2 separate regions of the Canis lupus genome follow, and region 1 is linked to region 2. Evidence: chromatin contacts called from public Hi-C data. All regions are on one chromosome and are shown on one strand. Each heading gives the region's core, a stretch centred on a gene start, on an enhancer-like site or on the middle of the called end of the contact. The rest is flanking DNA. Distances are from core to core; before and after follow the strand shown.

Region 1 (4,351 bases), core at 1,090-3,589, 220 kb after region 2:
GCTCTGTAATCACTGCCTGCCTGGTGGGTGTTAGATAAGGTCATCTAAGAACAAGAGACCCATCACTGTTGAGATGCTTACAGTCACTCTTCTAAAGAGGCTTGACTATGACAACAATAGAGCTGAAAGACAGATCAATTATAATTTTCCCATTACTAATGTCTTGTAACACTTAAGTCATCCATAAAACACGTATCAGAAAAGATGCTCAGGACTTCAGCCTGAGAATCACATGACACTCGCTTAGTGTCAGTTTAAAAAAAAAAAAAAGCGCACAACAACAAAAAAAAATCAATAACAAAACTGCTCACCCTGGTGGTTCAGAAAAGTACTAGACACAAAATGACTCAACTATTTAGTAGTACATATGAAACTTTCAAATAATCACTGTTTTGAATCTGTGACAGACTCCTTTTTAAACTTCATGTTCCAGTAATGTTATGAGAAAAGTACCACCCCTCAAAGTACTTCAGATGGGTCTTTCGTCCTTCTATTTACTCATCCCATATTGGGGAGAGAGCATCATCTTGGGAAGGTTTTTCTGCTACAATGAAATACCAGGGTAAAATCTGTGAGTTTCCAATACTAACCACTAATTTATTGACCTAACAAAGAAAAGCAACATGCCCCATTCTAGCTAAAGAGAAAAAAATTCCCTCACAAGCTAATTTTCTTGCAATAAAGACCAATTCAAACAACACACTACGCAGTTCTTAAAGGTGAAATAAAACACTGGCTGGCTTATTCCTTTGTCTTAAAAAGTTAATAAATTTTTAACTTTGGTAGATTATTATTCTTGGGTAGGTGGGAGGAAAATATCACCTTATTAAACATACGGTAGACCATGCTTTGAGCAAAAAATGCTATGAAGATTGCTTTGATGCAGCTTCACTTTCCTCTTGTGAGAGTTCCTTTTGGGCTCAAGATGTGGAAGAGAAAGCATTTAGAGTTACTCCTTACAGGAGACAGAACAGGTGTATATACATAAAAGTAAACTGACTTTCTTTGCTTTCCAAAGCATCATTCGGGAAGGCTAACCCTTTGAATCACGTTTCAGAATGCTCATGGACACTATTTTTTTCCCCCCAACAGATAACACCAGATCCAGAGTCAAAATGCCTTTGGTCCACTCAGCTTCATCTCACATAAATCATTTTGTGCTTTGATTTGCCTCTAAAAAGAGAAATAGGTCTTACCTACCTACTCTTCTAGGATGGGAGAATTTTTTTTTTTTTTTTTTTTAAATCATAAGATCCTTCGTGTTTCTTAGAAATGGCTGGTATAAAACTCAAGGTGCTACACTATACTATTATTACCTTGTATCGTTTTACTGCTATTTCTGAATCAGGCCATGATACTGGCTTTAAAACACAAATCTCGGGGCACTTGGGGTGGCTCAGTCGGTTGAGCATCTGTCTGCCTTTGGCTCCAGTGGTGTTCCTGGGGGTCCTGCTTCTCCCTCTGCCTATGTCTCTGCATGTCTCATGAATAAATAAACGAAATCTTAAAGAAAAACAAAAACTTAAAACACAAATTTTGTGGTCTTCTATCTTCGGTTACATTTTTTTTTTTTTTTTTAATAATTCTGTCCTGATAACTTACCCCTCATTCTCCAAAGATCTACTCCACTGATCCCTGGGCCTGAAAACTAGTGCCTCCTCTCCCAATTAAACAACTGATAGCCACTCTAGCTTCTTGTTCTTGAGAGAAATGGTACTGTACAGCGTGCAAAATAAGGTGACGCTTCTCATCCTCTCTGCACTTCCCACAACACAAAATCTGTGCAGTTACCTAGAAAAAAAATCTGAAGAATTCTGACAACACGTTTGTATCAATAACTGTCATTAAAAAAAAACATATCTATCTATCTATCTATCTATCTATCTATCTATCTATCTATCTATCTATCTATCTCAATCACGTCTAGAGCACAGAGAAGAAAACAACTTTACGGAGTTTGCAAGAAAATAACCTGGCAGTCCTTGAGCTACGACCAGGTTTGGTGCGGGCTGTCCCTTCCTAGGGCCTGTGCCATGTCTTTGAAGAAAAGTGGCTTGGGCCCAAGGCACGGCTAGGGCAGGTCCTGAGCCCCAGGGAGCCCCTCGTGGAGACCCTCCACGGCAACGTGTGCACCCAACACCGAATCGCTCATTCCAGACACACCCCCCTCCACCCCGCGTTTCAGAGGAGGTGTGGGCACTCAACTCCTTCACTGTGGATAGGGGGACAGGAGGGAGGGCGGGCCCAGGCCCGAGCACCCATTTTGGAGGACTGGGGAGCTCGGCCCCGAGGGCTGTGCGATCGGGAGTGTGGGAGTGAAGGGCGCATCCGCGGAGGGGGTGGGGGGAGGCGGCCAGGTGGGGGCGGGGGTCGTCTCCCGTATTCGGGGCCGTGAAGAGGCCGGCGGCGGGAACTACTCGGGAGAGCGAGGTTCCCCAGGGTGAGCTTTCCCTCCTGGTATTCGCCGGGAGCTGGCGAGGGTCACGGGGCAGGCCCCTCGGGGCAGAGCCGGCGAGGGGGTCTCCCTCCCCCCCCCCGTCTCGGGGGGTAGGAGGACTCGCGGAAGGCCTCCTTCCAGCGGGGGGACAGTGCCCGATAAGCCGTGTAAGCGGTGCGCGCCGGGGCACGGATTCCCGCAGCTCCGGCCCGCGCGAGAGGCGTGGGACCCGGTGGGAGGGGATGGAGGAGGCCCCCCGGCCCGGGAGGCGGGAAAGGCCCGGGGGCTCCGGGACGGGCGGCGGCTCCGGAGCCCCGAGCGGTGGCGGCGCGGGCCTGGCGAGCCCCGAGCCGGCTCGAGCCCTCTGGGCCGCGGGCGCCCCCCACTCCCCCACTCTCCGCGGCCGCCGCCTCCCCCCCGCGGCTCCTCTCACCTGCACATGATCCGCCATTTTGCTCCATTCATGCTCCTCTCCGGCCCCCCCTCCCCCCCAGCGCGCACCTCGGCCGGGGCCGCTGCCGCCGCCGCCGCCGTCGCCGCTGCGCCTGCGCGCTGGGGGCTCGTCGCGCTACGCTCGCGGCGTAGCGCTGCTCGGCTGCGCAGGCCCCGGCGGCCGCGGCCGCGGTTGGAGAATGCGCAGCGCCGCTGGGACGGCGTAAAGGCGCGGGCAACGTCAGCGGCCCGGAGACGCGGGGGGTGGGAAGAGGGAGCGGGCCGGGGGAGCGCGAGGGAGGGGAGCCGGGGGAACAAAGCTTTGTTTACATGGTTTTTAAAGGGGCCGCGCCGGCTGCGGCGGGCGCTGGAGCGGGACTTGGGGCTACCTGCCGCGGGCCGGCTTGGCGGCGGCTCCGGGAGAGGGGCCGGGACCTGTCCCCGCCCGGATCCAGCACCTGGGGGACGCCTCTCTTCCCGAGTGTCCTTCCGACCTGCCCCCGGATGCCCCCCTCCGCACCCCAACCGTGCAGATGCTGTCCCATCACACCCCGACGGTCTTCGCTGCGCCCTCCGCCCGTGTGCCCCCCCACCCCCACCCCACACTTCGGATGTCTGCATTATTATTTACTTTCCAATGAATTTCCAATTCGACGTCGACCGAATTTATGTTTGTCTTTCTAGTTTTCTGCTCCAGGGGATCAGGGCCATTGCCCTCGGATCCTGCGTTTTACCAGCAACCCGGATAGTGATCTCCCCTCTTTTCACCTCTGTCCTTTTTCTCCTCCAGAAACGTTCATGCTAATTGCCGCCAAATAGTGGTGACAATGGAAACACGCAGAAGGCACAGTTGCAATGTTCGCAAGTAGATTGTTATCTTAACCAGCCCTCTAGGCTGCCTCCTGAGAGGGGTCAGATGCTGGGAAGAGGTGGTGGCGGTGGCGGTAGGGTGAGATAAAGGGTGTTTAGGACCCCTGGGCTCAGTCTGACTGGGAGGGCCAACCTCCTGGGTCAGATCAGGTCAGTCTCTTTCCCGCTGAGGCCGATTCCAATCTTTTCCGCTAGGAATTATCAGTGTTAGATAATGCTGGTTTCTGTGTTCCATTGGATTTCACTCTTGCTTCCAGTCAAGGCCCCCAGATTAAATCTTCTCTGGATTCTGAGACTGTTGGTCGTTTGAAGTTTATACCGACTGTGGGCTACCACCTGCAATGGAAATGAAGGTGGTAGTGAATCACTTCCTGTTGTGGACAGAGAGGCCTGGTGCTCAGCATTCATTTCAACCTGGGTCCTCCTAGTGCAATCGTTCTGATTTGCAGAGGTAGGACGCCTAAAAACTACATTACCCAGACTTCCTTGCAGCTAGGGTTCCCAATGCAAGATCGCCTCTGCCAATTAGATTCACTGAGGGAAGATTTTTGGAGGCAGAAGTGAGGCAGAAGCTTTTGACTGTTGCTTCTGGCAAGCCTAACCCCTGGGATG
Region 2 (4,186 bases), core at 881-3,380:
CTCTTTCCAGGGGTGGGAGACACTCCTCCTCTTGAATGCCACGGGGAATGAGGCCTGCTGTATGCCTGCCTGGTCACCTGCCCTGGGGGTCATCTGTGTGTCCAGAGAGTTGCTTAGCAATCCAGTGTAGCTGGGTAACTATGTCAACATCTCATGACCAAAGGCCATGAGAGACAGAGTCCACTCACTCTGCAGAGCTGAGGATGACACCCCTCAGCTCCCAGCCGCACACCCCTCCATGCTGGGCCCTGCTCCCAGGAGCACACCTCTGATGTCCATTAGATTTCCTAGTGCCGTTATGAGGACCAGGAGTCTCTATGTGAGAGACTTTCCCCTCCAGGGTGGTCTTTTGGGGAGAGAGGTCTTAAAGTGGGCACAAGAGAGCTCTTCACCAGCAAGTGAGGGTAGATGCTGAGGTCAGGTCAGGTGACTCTGGAAGGCAGCCAGGGAGGACGTGGTTCTGCAGCAGGGACCAAAGGGAGCACATGCACACAGCCCAGGCACCCTTATCTCCAGAGGAACGGGTGCTCTTCCCTCTACCGCAGCCCCCAGCTCCTCCTGAGCTGGCCCCCTATGGAGTTACCACATCCTTTTTTCTGGGCACAGATTTTCATAACGTCTGTGGCTAGAGATGGAGGGTGGGACTCTGGCTCTTGGAGTTTCTTGTTCTTCCAACATAGGGTAGGAGCGAGGCCCAGGGTGAGGGGGTGGTTAGATGGGAAAGAGGGAGGCCTCAGGGAAGTTTCTCCTGTGGGTCAGTTTCACTGCTAGCTCTCACACCCCACATCACCAATAAAATGGATGATAGTAATTAAGACTACATAATTACCTTGTGTTTATTTATTCCCAGGAAGCCTCCTTTCCCTGGCCCCCATCATTATTTATTCCATCCTCTCAATAGGTGATGGGAATTAACTATGGCTCTAATAAAAAGTAATAACTGTTCAAGTTTCCCATCCCCATGGTTCTAGGTAACTCTGCTGCCAGCCCTGTGAAGCAGGGGGGAGGCTGCGCAGGGTGAAGGGCACAGTCCCCATTGTCAGCCAGAGGAATGGGGCACTGTGCAGAAGAGATACAAAGCATGCAATCCTACACACAAAGTTCTGGAAGCAACCAAGCCTGCCTTCTCCTTTGAGCCTCCCACTTTCTTCCCCATATACACCTGCCCCTGGAGGAGCTTCTCCGTTCCCTCTGGCCTTCCAGGGCTGTGTTCAGAAGACTGATCATTCTGTCTTCATTCACCCATCATCCAGCAACAAATGCCACTAGATGATGTTACTTTTCATCAATGGTGAAAAAAAAAGGGGGGGGGGAGAGGGTGCAATCTTTGTAAAGGTCAAGACCTTGCACACAAAAATTAGCTACTAAGTGGCAATTGTTGATATGATTCAGCTCTCGGGGACATTTGTGTTCTGTCCTCACAGAAATAGGTGGAATTTCAAAGGTCTGGTGAAGAAGGCATGGGTGGGGGGGTGGGGGCTGGGGGCTCTCTGTCCAGAATGTCTCGTGGTCAGTCCGCCCAGGTATGTGCCTCTGGAGAGGTATCCCTGAGAGAAGTCAACTCCTGAAGCCCACTCTTCGGGGTGAGTCTCAAAGGGATGATGAGCCACGCATGTGACGACAGCTCCCCTCTCCCACTTCCTCCCGCTTTCTTTCTGGGTCATCTCAGCGTCACGGAGGCGCTTATGCATCTCGTGCCCCGGAGCTGCGGGACCTGGATCTGCCGGCGCTCGGCCAAGCCTCCCTCCCCTTGTGCGTGAGCCTGGAAGCGGGATCCTGCGCCCGGCCCAGGACTTTTTCCCATTTTACAGAAGGGAAAGATGAGGCAAAAGGGGGAAGCCAGGGAAGAGCCGCGAAAATTGTGGAGTCCAAGTTTCCTCCTCTGCATCTTTTTTGTTGCGGTTTCCCATCCCTTGATCTTGCCAATGCGGGCGGGCTCCTGGACCCGCGGGCCCCCGCGCACGGCGGGGAGGCGGGTCGCCCTTTAAGGGGCGGGCCCCCGGCGTCCTCGCCCCCGCCCCGCCCCCCCGGGGCCGCACTGCGCCTGCGCCCGGCGCCGGAGCCCAGGGGTTGGGCAGCGCGCAGTTCCGTGCAACTTTCAAGTGAGTTGCAAACTCCGCCCCGAGGCCGGTGCCGGTGGCCGGGCGCCGCGAGACCGCGGGGACCGGGGCGAGCGGAGGCCGGACCCGCCCAGCGGCGCGGCGGGAGCCCGACGCCTGGTTCCTGCAGCGGCATCCGCCCAGGAGCGCGGCGGCGAGGGAGGACGCGCCCGCCCCGGGCTCCCGAGTCGGTGCCCCCGAGCCCGGCCTCCGAGCCTCGGCACCGGGCGCCCCACTCCTCCGGCTCCGCGCACCGCAGACTCAGGGGCGGCCCGAGCGCCCCTCTGGTTCCCGCGCTTCCGCCGAGCCCCCGTCCCAGCCCCGCCCGAGCGTCCCTCTGCTCCTCTTCTTGGGGGATCCCCTCCCCCTTCGTCCCCGAGGCTGCAGGATGGTGTCCTGGATGATCTGTCGCCTGGTGGTGTGAGTACGGGTGCCTTCCTACACCTTCTATCCCCAGGAGCCACAGCGCTCCTGATCTGGAACAGGGGGACATCTGATGGCAAAGGGGCCTCCTGTGGGGCTCCCTCAACACTCACCGTGAGGGTTAACGGACCTGCGGGCCTGCACGTGCCATGGGGTACCCTGGCTTGCCCTCCAGCCCTCAAGCCTCCTTGGTCCGTGGCCACCCCTCCCGCAGTCACACACACCGCAGACAGGTGTGTGGGGCCGAGGACTTCAGGCCGACCTGCAGTCCCTTAGCAAACACAAGATGTGGCACGTCGTGGGCGGATGTTCCAGGTGCCTGCTTCCCTTCTGAGCAGTCACCTGACTCACCATCCTGGCCTCAGCCTCCCCATTCTGGCCTCTTCTCACCTTTTAGTACTCCATCTGGCTCCAGTATTCCTATCTGCAACCTGGCAGTGCCAGGTCTGGTGGCCGTGGACCTGATGGCATGTCCACAGGAGCAGACAGCCTGGTGCTCTCACCAGCTCAGCAGCCTGCCTCCCACCCACCTGTGTGCGGCTGTGTGTGTTCCGCTCGATCATGCACCCATAGGCCACTGATGCAGGCCCGGGCAGGCTTGGGGTGTTTGTAAACAGCAGGGTGGGGAGGTGGCCTCCAGGGCACTGACTCAGGCACACATTGTGCAAGCCAAGCGGGAAGAACAGGTAGGCCCTTGCCACTTCACATCTGTGAGGGAGGTGGCCACCTGGTGGGGCGAGGAGGACAGGATGCTGCTCATATTCCCCCTCTGTTTTATGGGCTGCCCTTCTAGGCTGGTGTTTGGGATGCTATACCCAGCTTATGCTTCCTACAAGGCTGTGAAGACCAAGAACATTCGTGAATATGTGAGTGTGGCTGTGGGCAGGAGGGCTTCATTCAGGTCTGGGGGGACTTGGCAAAGTGGGGAGGGTCTGAACTGGCATCCCCTGCCTCCAGGGGCATAAGCAGGTGGCATATCCTAAGCAGAGTGGGTGTGGTTGGAAGGCAGGCGATTGGGGAGCCCATGCAGAATCGTGTGGGTGAAGCTTCTTGGGGGTGGGTACAGAAATGAGTGGCAGTTTCTCAGAGGCAACTCTAGGGCCAACCAGTTGCCAGGAGAATGCAGCAGGACAGGCTCTCTGGAATCTCTGGGTCAGCCTAGGACAGGGGAGTTGGCTCTGCAGGCTCAGCTGTTGGCCTCTGACACCCCCACCCACACCCCCAGGTCCGATGGATGATGTACTGGATAGTCTTTGCACTATTCATGGCGGTGGAGACCTTCACAGACATCTTTATTTCCTGGTATGCATGCAGGGGGCCTATGGGCTGTGGGGAGGTGCTGGCCCACTCAGCCGGGCTCCCTGCTGACCTTGCCCACCCTGTCCTCTGACAGGTTCCCTTTCTACTATGAGATCAAGATGGCCTTTGTGCTGTGGCTGCTCTCACCTTACACCAAAGGGGCCAGCCTGCTTTACCGAAAGTTTGTCCACCCGTCCTTGTCCCGTCATGAGAAGGTACTTCGGGGGGAGTCAGGGAGTGAAACATAGGGGTGGGTGTGAACGAAAGGACCCTGGACTCGGGGTTCAGGATACTGGATGATATCTGGGTTCTAATCTGAGTCCTGTTGCCCTTAGCTGTGGGACCTTGATAGAAAGTAGCCTTTT

Evidence for each region. Hi-C and Micro-C count contacts between places; a contact is called where the count stands out from the background.
Region 1: a contact with region 2 is called in a Hi-C map of blood, with 2.5 times the contacts expected there. The contact joins the promoter of DOK2 here to the promoter of REEP4 in region 2. A contact is called at or near these places in 2 of 9 Hi-C or Micro-C datasets (blood and skin fibroblasts).

Annotation. Positions count from the first base shown.
Region 1 is chr25:35,491,526-35,495,876 of UU_Cfam_GSD_1.0, forward strand. It overlaps DOK2 (docking protein 2), which reads left to right and starts at 2,340. Exons shown (of 7, transcript XM_038573908.1): 1 at 2,340-2,440. LOC119865951 (a long non-coding RNA gene) reads right to left here. Exons shown (of 4, transcript XR_005378696.1): 4 at 3,490-4,075.
Region 2 is chr25:35,273,954-35,278,139 of UU_Cfam_GSD_1.0, forward strand. REEP4 (receptor expression-enhancing protein 4) reads left to right here and starts at 2,131. Exons shown (of 8, transcript XM_038573870.1): 1 at 2,131-2,519; 2 at 3,316-3,388; 3 at 3,748-3,824; 4 at 3,916-4,036. The coding sequence starts at 2,488.